2 separate regions of the Sus scrofa genome follow, and region 1 is linked to region 2. The links are chromatin contacts, called in public Hi-C maps. All regions are on one chromosome and are shown on one strand. The core of a region is the stretch at or near the end of the contact, and the rest is flanking DNA. Distances in the headings are between cores, read along the strand shown.

Region 1 (6,127 bases), core at 3,415-5,914, 120 kb after region 2:
TTGCAGTTTTTTTCTTGTTGATTTCCAGTTGAATAGCCTTGTGGTCAGAAAAGATGCTTGATATGATTTCAGTTTTCTTAAAGTTACTGAGGTTGGATTTGTAGCCCAGGATGTGATCAATCTTAGAGAATGTTCCATGTGCACTTGAGAAGAATGTGTATTCTGTTGCTTTTGGATGGAATGCCCTATAAATATCTATTAAGTCCATCTGGTTTAATGCTTCATTCAGGGCCTGTGTTTCCTCATTGATTTTTTGTCTGGATGATCTGTCCATTGCTGTAAGTGGGGTGTTAAAGTCCCCCACTATGATTGTGTTATTGTTGATTTGTCCTTTTAAGGTTGTTAGCAGTTGCCTTATTTTTTAAAATTTTTGTCTTTTTGCCTTTCTAGGGCCACTCCCACGGCACATGGAAATTCCCAGGCTAGGGGTCTAATCAGAGCCATAGCCACTGGCCTACACCAGAGGCACAGCAACGTGGGATCCAAGCCACGTCTGCAACCTACACCACAGCTCATGGCAACGTCAGGTCCTTAACCCACTGAGCAAGGCCAGGGATTGAACCCACAACCTCATGGTTCCTAGTCGGATTCATTAACCACTGCTTCACGATGGAAACTCCTAGAAGTTGCCGTATATATTGTGGTGAACCTATGTTGGGTGTGTAGATATTTAAAGTTGTTATATCTTCTTCTTGGATTGATCCTTTGATCACTAGGTAGTGACCTTCCTTGTCCCTTAAAATATTCTTCATTTTAAAATCTATTTTTGGGAGTTCCCATTGTGGCACAGTGGTTAACGAATCTGACTAGGAACCATGAGGTTGTGGGTTCGATCCCTGGCCTTGCTCAGTGGGTTAAGGATCTAGAGTTGCCGTGAGCTATGGTGTAGGTTGCAGACGTGGCTTGCATCCTGCATTGCTGTGGCTCTGGTGTAGGCTTGGCAGCTACAGCTCTGATTAGACCCCTAGCCTGGGAACCTCCATATGCCGTGGGTGCGGCTCTAGAAAAAAAGGCAAAAAGACAAAAAAAAAAAAAAAGTTTTATATCTTGTATCTCTTTGGTCAGTGTTTCCTGTCAGTTATCCATCTTTGCCTCCAGTTTATTTCCAATGTCTTGCATCATCTTCAGCATCAACAGTCTAAAGTCTTTTTCCTGGAGGCTGAGAATCTCCTCATCACTTAGCTGATTTTCTGGGGTTTTTTCTTTCTCCCTCATCTGAGTTATAGTTCTCTGTCTTTTCATTTTTATAGGATTTTGGTGTGGTGACCTTTTATAGATAATAGAGTTGTAGCCTCTTTTACTTCTGGTGTCTGCCCCCCTTTGGCTGAAGTTGGTACAGGGGCTTGCTGTAGGCTTCCTGATGGGAGGGACTGGTGCCTGCCCACTGGTGGATGGAACTGATTCCTATCCCTCTGGTGGGTGGGGCTTAGTCTCTGGATGGGATTAGAGGCAGCTGTGTGCCTGGGGGGTCTTTAGGTAGCCTGTTTACTGATGGGCAGGACTGTGATCCCACCTGGATTGTTGTTTGCCCTGAAGCTTCTCAGCACTGACTGATGGGTAGGGCAAGATTTTCCCAAAATGGTCACCTCCAGAGAAAGGCATGCTGCTGAATATTTGAATATTCCTGAGAGTTTAGCTTCCAATGTCCTTCCCTCACAACAAGCCACATTCACCCCTGTTTTCCCAAGGGGTCCTCCAGGAACTGCAGTCGGGTTTGACCCAGATTCCTATGAAGACTTTGCTTTGCCCTTTGGCCCAGTGCACATGAAAGTCTGTGTGCACCTTTTAAGAATGGGGTCTCCATTTCCTCCAGTCCTGTGGAGCTCCTGTGCACAAGCCCCACTGGCCTTCAATGCCAGATACTTTGGGGGCTCTTTCTCCCAGTGCCAGATCCCCACATGTGGGAATTTGATGTGGGGCTCAGAACTCTCACTCCTGCAGGTGAGTCTCTGTGAACCAGTTACTTTCCAGTCTGTGGAGCTTCCCACCCAGGAGGTATGGGGTGCTTATATCACATAATTGCCCCTCCTACCTTTTGATGTCTTTGTCTTCTGGAGTAGGCTATCTTTTTTAAAGTTTCTGGTCCATTTGGTTGAAGATTGCTCAGGCTTTAGTTGTGAATTTTGTTGTTTTTAGGAGAGAAGTTGAGCTCCAGTCCTTCTATTCTGCCATCTTAATCCCATTCTGAGTTCATTTATTTTTTAAGACGAGACATCATAGAATATTTTTAGGTCTATGGGGATGGTTTTTTATAGCGTGTTCTTTATTGTGTTGATGGGGCTTCTCCCTTGCTCCCTTTCTCCTGGTGGGAAGTAACTCTGCATGAGGTCAGGTGAGACAGGGCACAGCAGACCAGGACACCTCTGAGCTAAGTGTTTTTAAAGCACGTATGTATCTTTCCGTCTCCTAACCTCTTTTGGGTTTTTTCAGCAGTCAAAAAACTTCAGTCAACCAGGAGCGCTGAGCCTAGGATTGGATTTTAATAGAGGGAGAAAGATGGGAAAAAGCCATAGTGGAGGTGAGGAACTGGAACTGGGTAACGAATTACAACTACAGAGCAGATACTTATTTGAAATGTATCTGAAGAATAAAGGGGTAGGTGGAAGCAAACAGAAAATTCTGGTACTGCCAAGTGTGGTAGTGTGGAAAGAACTTGATGGCAGGAAACATGCTCCACAGTTATTATCTTGTTTAATTCCCACAGTAAGAAGTATTACTTCTGTTTTATAGATAAGAAAGTAGAGGCTAAAGGGACAACACTCTCTATTTCATAGAATTAAATGAAGGTTAAATGATATAATGTGTGTGATACCATCTATTTGTGCACTTCTTGAGGGTAGTTATCTTAAACCTAGCTCAGTGCCTAGCAATTTGCTGAATACTTTTAATGAATGATAGAACTTAACACTGGGTCTGTCACATAAGTTAACGGTTATCAAGAAATAGTTATTGACTCTTTAAAGACAGAAACTAAAAGAAAAGTTTGGTTGGCCACAATACCACATTAGATTCTGGTCCCTGGGCATAATCAGTCATCCAAAAGGTAAAGCTATGGCTTTCATAATTGACAGTTATCAAATAAATTGATAAAATGAAAATGCTGATTGAAAAAACTATGTAGCTAAAATTTCTCCTTTAGATAAATTTGGATGAAGTGAATTTTTGTATGTAAATTAAAAAACCTATTCCAACCTCTGTCCATTAAGAGATTGTTACAGTTTAATGAGTAAAGTATATGTAAACTGTTGTTTTTAATTTACCTACAGTATTTACCAAGGAGAACATTTTGAGCTGAATGATAAAAACATTGACATACAAGTTTGGTCTATATAAAGGATAGATTTTGAATTAAATAGCTTATGAAAGGTAACTGTAGATAAGTGGATAAATTACAGAGTAACTGTAGTTAAGTGGATAAATTACAGAGTAACTGTAGATAAGTGGATAAATTAAAGAGTATATGCAGAAAGGCCAATGATAGAAGACTAAGAGACACCCCTTTTAAAAAGGCAGGCAAATAAGGAGGCAGTCAAGGACAGTAAGAGGGATGATCAGACATACACCTAAGACCTGAGTAAGAAGGAACCCTATCCCAGCACCATGTTTCAGGGAGATTAATGCTTTGGAGTTATCTTCCTCAAGATTTTCTAAACACTCCTCCAGTTCCTGGGACTAAGGAAGGTATCCTGAGCCTAGATCTGGTCCCACATGAACCCTGGTCACCAGAATGACTCTTAAAAAATTTTAAGTCTCACTTTGGTGCTGGGACAGGTACCATTTCTCTCCTTTGAGGTATCTCTGACCCTCTAACCACTCTTGGTGTGGAACAGATGCTCTGAGGAGCTCTGGGTCTTGTGTCTATGGAATTTCCCTGGTTCCAAAGAGGGGACCATGTCCACTGGCTGAAGTAATATTTTTTTTTTCACATAATAGTATGAGACTAGCTGCCAGAATGGCACTGACATGGTTTTAGGTGATTCTCTTTTTTTTTTTTGTCTTTTGACCTTTTAGGGCCACACCTGTGGCATATGGAGGTTCCCAGGCCATGGGTCTAATGGGAGCTATTGCTGCTGGCCTACGCCACAGCCACAGCAATGCTAGATCCGAGCCTCATCTGCGACCTACACCATAGCTCACGGCAATGCTGGATCCTTAACCCACTGAGCAAGGCCAGGGATTGAACCCACAACTTCATGTTTCCTAGTCGGATTTGTTTCCACTCTGCCATGACAGGATCTCTGGTTTTAGGTGATTCTCATATTGGACACAGCATGTATTCAGGATTTTAGGCTACTAAACGATTTACTGTTGGGATTGAGTTGTGTGTGTAGGTCTGTGCATTGGCTCCCACTGATCTGTGTTCCAACTATGGTACTGTCTCTGATCTGAAGACCCCGAGGCTTGTGAGGATGGTGGCACTGTTCTTAATCCTGTCCACCTCCCACCACTGGCACCAGGGAGGTCACTCTACCCCTCTCTGCAGGTTCTGCACTGTATCAGGACAGGCCCATCTCATCTGAGGCCTTTAAAGACTGTTGCTCCACTATGCCAACTGGATCTTCCAGTCACTGTCCTCTCATTTCCAATTGACAGTGACATTGTGCTCCCCAGATCTGGGCTTAAGCCATGCTGATGGAGGAATGGACATTCCTTGCATAAATGAAACCACTCTTCTTGCTCCACCCATGGGCTTCTTGCCTATTCTTCCAGGGTGTGGCTAAGAGATCACAGTTTAGGAATGCAATAATTGCAGCCTAAAAAATTCAGGAGAAGATATGGTTAGAATATGCATTCTACATTTATGCTAGAAAAGCCCAAATGCTAAATCTAATATAACCAGAAAATGAAATATTATTCACATTTTCCTGCATACTGTGGATAAGACTTGCATTTCTGGCAATCATCAATGAAGCAGAGTAACATCTGAGAGTTACTGGAAGCCAGTATTCATGGTGGCACAATGAATGCAGCATCATGAGTAAAGATGTAACAAGCATTAAATAAACAATATTAGGGAACTGTAGAGGCAATACCTATATAGTTCAATACAATAGTAACTGCATTGCTACTCTTTAATCATCATGGGACATATGAAATTAGCCAGGAGTGGCACATTTGACAATAAAGAATGTGAAGAGGAGTTCCTGTTGTGGCTCAGTGGTTAACAAACCTGACTAGGATCCATGAGGAGGCAGGTTCCATCTCTGGCCTCGCTCAGTGGGTTAAGGATCTGGCGTTGCTGTGAGCTGTGGTATAGGTTGCAAACTTGGCTCAGATCCTGTGTCTCTGTGGCTGTGCTATAGGCCAGCAACTACAGCTCTGATTTGACCCCTAGCCTGGGAACCTCCATATGCCATGGGTGTGGCCCTAAAAAGACAAAAGACAACCAAACAAAATAAAAACAAACAAACATAAAGAGACTATTTCCTTGGCCTGAGAAAGAGATGCTGCCTATAAAGAATTTTCACATGCACTGACTGGGCAATAAATACACACATTTCCTTATCCATTACTCTAAATCTTCACTGACAGACTACCTAACGTGGGACCATTTAGAATCAAGTTGTTGGAGTTCTCTTGTGACGCAGTGGGTTAAGTATCTGGCATTGTTACTGCAGTGGCTTGGGTTGCTGCTCTGGTGCAGCTTGCAGCCCTGGCCTGAGAACTTCCACATGCAGTGGGTGCGGCCAAATAAATAAGTAAATGATTGTTTATATAGGGCTCTGCAAAAACCAAACCAAACAAACAAACAAACAAAAAAAAACAAAAAACAACCCAAAAACCAAAAGCACAAAAAACCCCCCCTGCCCTACAAGCATGCTTTGCTTGATCAGACTAGGAGAAACCAGAAAACACGACTCTTAAGTACACAGTGATAGAGAGCAGGAAAAGGAAACTCATTCAACACTGCTGGTAGGCAACTATATACTGACTCTTTACTCTTAAAAAGTAAGGAAAGTACCTGTACAATAGAGATCTAGGGAGTTCCCTTTGCGGCTCAGCAGTTAACGAATCCGACTAGGACCTGTGAGGATGTGGGTTTGATCCCTGGCCTCGCTCGGTGGGTTAAGGATCTGGCGTTGCCGTGAGCTGTGGTGTGGGTCAAAGATGTGGCTTGGCTCCAACA
Region 2 (6,141 bases), core at 1,204-3,703:
ATTATACAAGTCGCGTTTCTCACATATACTATTTCTGAGAAATCTGCTGGGTTCCATTTCCTTCACAAATTTGTCTTCCACAGTAACTCAAATTGAGGTTATTGCTTATATAAAGAAGTATCTTACAAAATAAAGTTTGTCTAAGACATAAAAACACTCCTGATTCACCAAGCCCTAAAAATAATCTGTAAGAATGTGAAACTAAGTCTAAATGTAAATCTGTTCAGTTTATCTCTATTAAGCTTAAAATACCACAGTTATACTGAAGATGAGAAAGAAAATGGTAAAGATTTTTTCCTTTTCCTATACTTACCAACATTACTTGCAAAGGTTATTTCTGGATAACAAATAATTTCATGAGCCTTTCTCATTATTGTATTCATGGACAAGTGAGACTAATACATATTACCTTTGTTTAAAAATGAAACAGGAGTTCCCATCGTGGCACACTGGAAACAAATCCGACTAGGAACCATGAGGTTGCGGGTTTGATCCCTGGACTTCTCGCTAAGTGGGTTAAGGATCCAGCGTTGCCTTGAGCTATGGTGTATGTTGCAGACTTGGCTGGGATCTGGAATGGCTGTGGTGTAGGCTGGCAGGTGTAGCTCTGATTCGACCCCTAGCCTGGGAACCTCCATATGCCACGGGTATGGCCCTAAAAAGCAAAAAACAAACAAAAAACAGACCTGGAGTTCCTGTCGTGGCACAGCAGAAACAAATCCGACTAGTAACCATGAGGATGCGGGTTCAATCCCTGGCCTTGCTCAGTAAGTCAGTTATCGGGTGTTGCCGTGAACTGCAGTTTATGTCCCAGAGGTGATGTAGGCCAGCAGCTACAGCTCTAAACCCCTAGCCTGAGAACTGACATGTGCTGTGGGTGTGGCCCTAAAAAGCAAAAAAAAAAAAAAAAAAAAAAGAAAAGAAAAGAAACAAACCTACTCATCTGATTTATCTGCAGCATGACATATATAAGATCATTCTTCATAAAACTCTTTTTGTAATTGTCATCTGCATACATCTGGGTGATGTTTCTACCATGTTTTTGTCTTTTGTAATCACTCTGCCTAGCCTTTCTTTGATATAATCCATTTATCAGCAATAATTTTAACTCCTAACAGGTGAAGTGCATAGCTCTACCGACCCAGTAATTCGTTACTTTTGTTTTCACAATAACATGCAAAATGAAACGTTTAACAGCACAAATATATCAGCATTTTTAGCCCTTCAGACACTTTCAGGAAGAAATTTCCCATCTTTTCATAGTGTAGATAGACTCTGAAAAAAAAACACACAGCATTGTTTTAGTAACTGGAAAAAAAATCACAGTTCATTTGAGACACTGGGCAAAATTACTTGATCTCAGTTACTTAGTTTAAAAGAAAATCAGTTCCTAAAGTAGTCGTATATATGGAGTTCTACAAATTAAACACTAAATGTATTTTTAAAATAGCGATCCATGCTACCGAAGATCCAGTCTTCGCAGTATTTTTAAGCATACACCCTAAGTTTCTTCAAATGCCGCTACACTCCGGAACCAAACGCCAGCCTTAAACAGGTATTCCCTTACAACATCTCCCTGCCTTCGCGGGCACGTATGAAGATGTTTTAAACCAAGTTTATTTACTTCCGTAGGATTCAGTCCCTGTCACTTCTTTACTGCAGGCCCAAAGCATCGTCCTTTTTCCAGCTCAGCTATCTTCCAACATCGATTTCTTTGGAACCTTTTCCAAATCATCTCTGTATGAAAAACCAGTGAAGGTGCAACACCTTGGGAAGGATTAAGGCTGGCTGGAGAATGAATGACAAGATAAAAAATAAATTTGGGAAGGGCAGCCCAATTCTGTAGGTGGAATCTTCTCCGACCAAAGGTGAGAGTGGCCACGCCGGGTCCCCGCATCTACCAAAAAACACAACCGCCCCGACTATCCTGTTTACGGTGCTCTGAGACCAGGAGACAAACTCCCTCAATCCCTTAATTATAAACGGTGCAAGTGACAGGGACCAATACCTGCAGGACCCTGAGGCCGAGGCCCACTCGGCCTCTGATGCCGCCACTAGCCGGGCTCGTCCGACTCAGTCCCCAGGTACCGCTTCCAGCCCCTCCCACCCCGGTACCCAGGTTCGGAACCCCAGGCTCTTCGGCCCGCTTGTCCTCCTCCTCACCGTCCCCTCTGCACCACCTCTCGGCTCCCGCGTTCCCTAAAACCTCAGCCGGCGCGGCGGAACCTTCCCCGCGCTCCTAACATGGCGGCCGAGTCCCCTTTACTCCCTTGGCCCGCTCTGGGCGCGTCTGACCTTGGCGCATTTTGGGCTTTGTAGTTCCGGCGATAGCCTCTGTGTCCCGCCAGTCCGTGAGGAGACTACAATTCCCAGAACCCTCCGCTTCTGAGCATGGCTATTGGGGCCTTTTGGACAGAGGGATGATGTCATTGCAAAAACCCCACTGCATTCATTGTGCTACGGTCTATCCTCCCCCCTGCTGCTGCTAGGCTTGCTATTGCCGCTCGCTCCAGCTGAGCTAAGAGTAGCAGCAAGCACCAGGGCAGGGGCTGACTCCAGCCCTTGGACTTAGGACTCCGCAACACCTTCCCTTGCGTGCGTGACTCATTCGCACATCCTTTCTGTTTATGCCTGGGGTGGGGAGAAAAATCCCAAACCAGGTGAGTTGAAGTGATTTATTCAATAGGTTCTACCAAGTTATTCCTCCCGCTTAGTTCTCAAGGCTTTCTTTTGGGAAGATGGGGGCGGGAGGATTGGGGAGGTGCTCGCAAAGCGCTGCTAAGCGAAAAGCTCTGTACAATTTGGGTCACTGCAAAGAACAACTCCAGCAACCTTCCCCCACCAGAGGACCGATGCCTGCCAGTTCCCTAGTCGCAACTCCCCTCAACCTTTTCGGAGGCTGGGAGAGGGGGCTGGGCTGGGGTGGATGTTGGGAAGTGCTCTTGGAAAATCAGGGGAAGGCAGAGGTGGGAGACTGCAGTCCTGTCACATACGGCCCGAGTGCTGAGATTTGAGTGGGAAGGGGTGATGCGTGGGGAGAAATGGAGACAGTGATTTAATGTGGTCGCACTACTTTGGAACATTTCTGTGCCACTTGGGCGAGCACACACTATTCATTTTTAAGACGAGCGGGCTTCTGAGTAGGTTAAGTTTTGTGGGGCGTTATTTTGTGCGTGTGTCCATGTCGTTTGTCTCGCCTTTTCTGCTGATTTGAGGTGACAGTGTCCTTTAATGGTGCACTATGCCAGTCACAAACGTTTCACGTGTCTGGGGAAGGTTCTCTTAGGCTGCTAGAAGCAACATTTTTTTTTTTAAGTGTTTTTCTTCTCCCGACTGCAGGATTTCAGGATTGTTTGGAAGTGGAGCCGACAGATTTGTGCTTGTGTGAGTGTTTTAAATTACATTGCAATAGGCTCCTTGCCACTGACAGTGGTACCATAATGAGCTGCTGTTTCCTGAGGCACAATCACCAGTCACAAATAACGGTTCGGAGAAGGGATCATTAGGGACACTCGGGTTCATTTTAACGCATCAGGGAAAGGAAAAGTTAGAAGCGCTGTTAACCTTCATTTGCCATTGCTGAAAGGTACACAGGAGGAGTGAGTGATCCTGCTGAGGGAAACTGAGGAGCATAGTAGAGTTTTTTGGTTTTTTTTTTTTTTTTTTGGCGTGTGGGTTTTGGTTTTTAAACAAACTGACACGTTTAACAGAACAGAGAGCATCCTGATTTGTATGATATTGGCTCTCTTCTTGTAAGAGTTATTAGGATGATTAGTGCAATAAATACGTTATTTTGAAGTACACAGCTGGTTGACTCCAGAACAGATGGGGCTAGTCTTAGCTGAGAGATCTACAACCTTGGAAATGAATGGACCTGGGGTCAACCACACCCCCTCTTGGAATGTCAAAAGGAGAAATGCCAGACTGTTTTATGCTTAACTCCAAAATGCCAAACCTTTTCATAACCAAGTCAGGCATTGGGGGGAAGTCATCACTAGTTGTCTTCTGCTGCTGAACCAATTTGTTCATTTTTAATTCAGACCTTTAAGTCTCTAAAGTTGCAGCTGGGCGATGCTTCGTTAAATGCTGCTTGTTACTGAATGCAAAGGACAGTCCATTGTATGGGCTTTGTGGTAGAGTGATTTATTGGGAGGCAATGAGCAGCTTTGGGATTTGGGAAAAGATGGACTGTCTGGCTTTTCCTCTCTGCATCTCTCTGTTGCTTACTCTGTGCTTTTCTGAGCACCCTTCTCCACCCCCCAAACCCTGCCCCTCCCACCTTCCTTTCCCCACCCTTCTAGGTCTCTTAAAGTTCTTCTAGTTTCTTTCCCTGTCTTTCCATTTGTAATTCTCATTTTTCCTCTGTGTTTTGAAATCTCCGTCTTTTATCAGCAGTATATTGCATCTCTTTCTCTAAGTCTCTTTCCAGTCTCTGAATACCCTCCCATCCCTTCTCTACCTCACGCAGAAACTCCAGGGTGAATGAAACTGCGAATATTTATTCTACGGAATCATCATTGAAGAGGCTCTTTGCCTTTTCTTTTTCTTGCAGTTGGTGCTTGGCAGGATGAACGGCAATGTACCTCACCCCTTGGCCTGGTTTGTGGCTACTGTGACAGACATGATTTGGATAGTGAACTGTTGGAGTTGAGCTCATGCCACTTTTCCTTTCATTGGTACCTGTATTGAGAGCTGCCAGTGGGTTAGCAAGGTTTTAAAATAAACGAAATGCTCTCATAATTCCCAAAGAAGAAGCAGACTTTGAATGGCTTCTGCCTCACTTAGTATTTTTTTTTTTTTTTTTTTTTTCTTTTCTTGCTTCAGTAAGTGTCTTTTCCCCTCCCTTCCCTGTTGATTGCTGAGGAGCAGGTCCAGGTGGCCAAACTACCCATTTGTGTGTGTTTTTTTAAAGATGCTTGAAACAGCAACAGCTTTCACTCCTGTCCTTTCTATTTCTTTGTGGATGAAAGAAGTTTGTTATTTTATACCCCTTCTATTAAGAAGGAGGGTGTGGTGGTGGTTATGTTTGTTTGTGTAAGACTGCTTCTCTGGGCATGAAAAGTCTAACTGCCGCCCATCTGGAGGCAACGAGTGTGACAGGCAGATTCAGAAGCTGTCATTTTAGATCTCTCACTCACCACCTTTTCATTCCTAATTTTCTCCTTCTAAGTTTCTCCCTTTCCTACTCAGGCTCTTTAGTGTTTTAAGGAGGAGAAATGAGCTGAATGAAAGGTTAGTTTTGGTCCCTTCACTGCTATCTCTGTGACCTTGAATAACTATGCATTTGTTTCTCCCTTCGTTTAACTCCTTTGCAAAGGGATAAGGATCCTTGCCCATTGGGTTTACTTGGCCTAATGTTGTGGTCCCCCCGCCTGTTCTTCTGACAGCAGATATTGTGAGCAACTACTGTGCTCCAAGGACTGGATTCCTCAGTGAAAAGAGAAGCTTCCCCTGCCCTCATGGAGTTTATGTTCTAACAGGGAAGATAATTATTGGATAAGTAATTGCAAGTGTGATGAATGCTACTACCAAAGGAGGATGTCCTACAAGATGGGATAGGAGTGCCTAATGTGGTGTGCTGCCCTTGTCTGGAGCAATCCGGGAAACCTTCCTGTAGGAAGGGACATCTCAAGAAACTTGGAAAGTGAGTGGAAATAATTTAGGACGGCAATGGGAGATGGGGACAAAGAATTCTGACTGGGTGAACTTGCACGTTCAAAGTACAATGTAAAGAGTGATGCATATGAGGATTTGAAAGGTTAGTCAGTATATGGGGGCAGAGCATGGGGAGAGAGATCAGAATGAAGCAGGCTGCAGAGGGGAGCAGAGTCTTAGTGGGCAGTTTGCTGAGCCACAGGTGAATTTGGTCTTTAGCCTAAGTGAGAGCTTTAATTTGCAAGGTGAATTACATGTGCAAGTAGAATGATATTAACGCCATCACTGTGGCTGTTAAGTGAACAAAGTATTGGAGGGAATTGGTGGAAGTGAAAGTGAGATGAAGTACCAAGTCATTTCTGTAGTCTACGTGTGGAATGGTGGCGTGACTGAATGCAAGTTCGCGTGCTTGACACACAGTGAGGCCAAACTGAAACGTCACAATTTGGAGCATCGAAAGGTTTATTGCAGGACCAAGCAAGGAGA

What was found. A called contact is a pair of places that touch in the nucleus more often than the background predicts.
Region 1: a Hi-C map of omental adipose tissue shows a contact between it and region 2, with 1.6 times the contacts expected there. The contact joins the enhancer-like site here to the promoter of RAB30 in region 2. A contact is called at or near these places in 5 of 47 Hi-C or Micro-C datasets (embryonic fibroblasts, fetal heart ventricle, heart right ventricle and 1 more) and 1 of 2 datasets of contacts at active chromatin or transcription factors (skeletal muscle).

The regions. Positions count from the first base shown.
Region 1 is chr9:17,100,053-17,106,179 of Sscrofa11.1, reverse strand. All of the region lies in intron 1 of PRCP (lysosomal Pro-X carboxypeptidase), which reads left to right. Among named protein-coding and RNA genes, the nearest start is that of DDIAS, 25 kb to the right of the region's middle. Within about 2 kb of position 4,664, at least 4 of the 83 cell types and tissues checked have an H3K27ac peak or open chromatin away from gene starts, as enhancers often do. A contact at or near this core is called in omental adipose tissue, where this site is marked.
Region 2 is chr9:17,219,053-17,225,193 of Sscrofa11.1, reverse strand. RAB30 (ras-related protein Rab-30) reads left to right here and starts at 2,453. Exons shown (of 5, transcript XM_021062576.1): 1 at 2,453-2,660. It overlaps LOC110255408 (a long non-coding RNA gene), which reads right to left and starts at 2,280. Exons shown (of 2, transcript XR_002335559.1): 1 at 2,009-2,280; 2 at 1-1,275.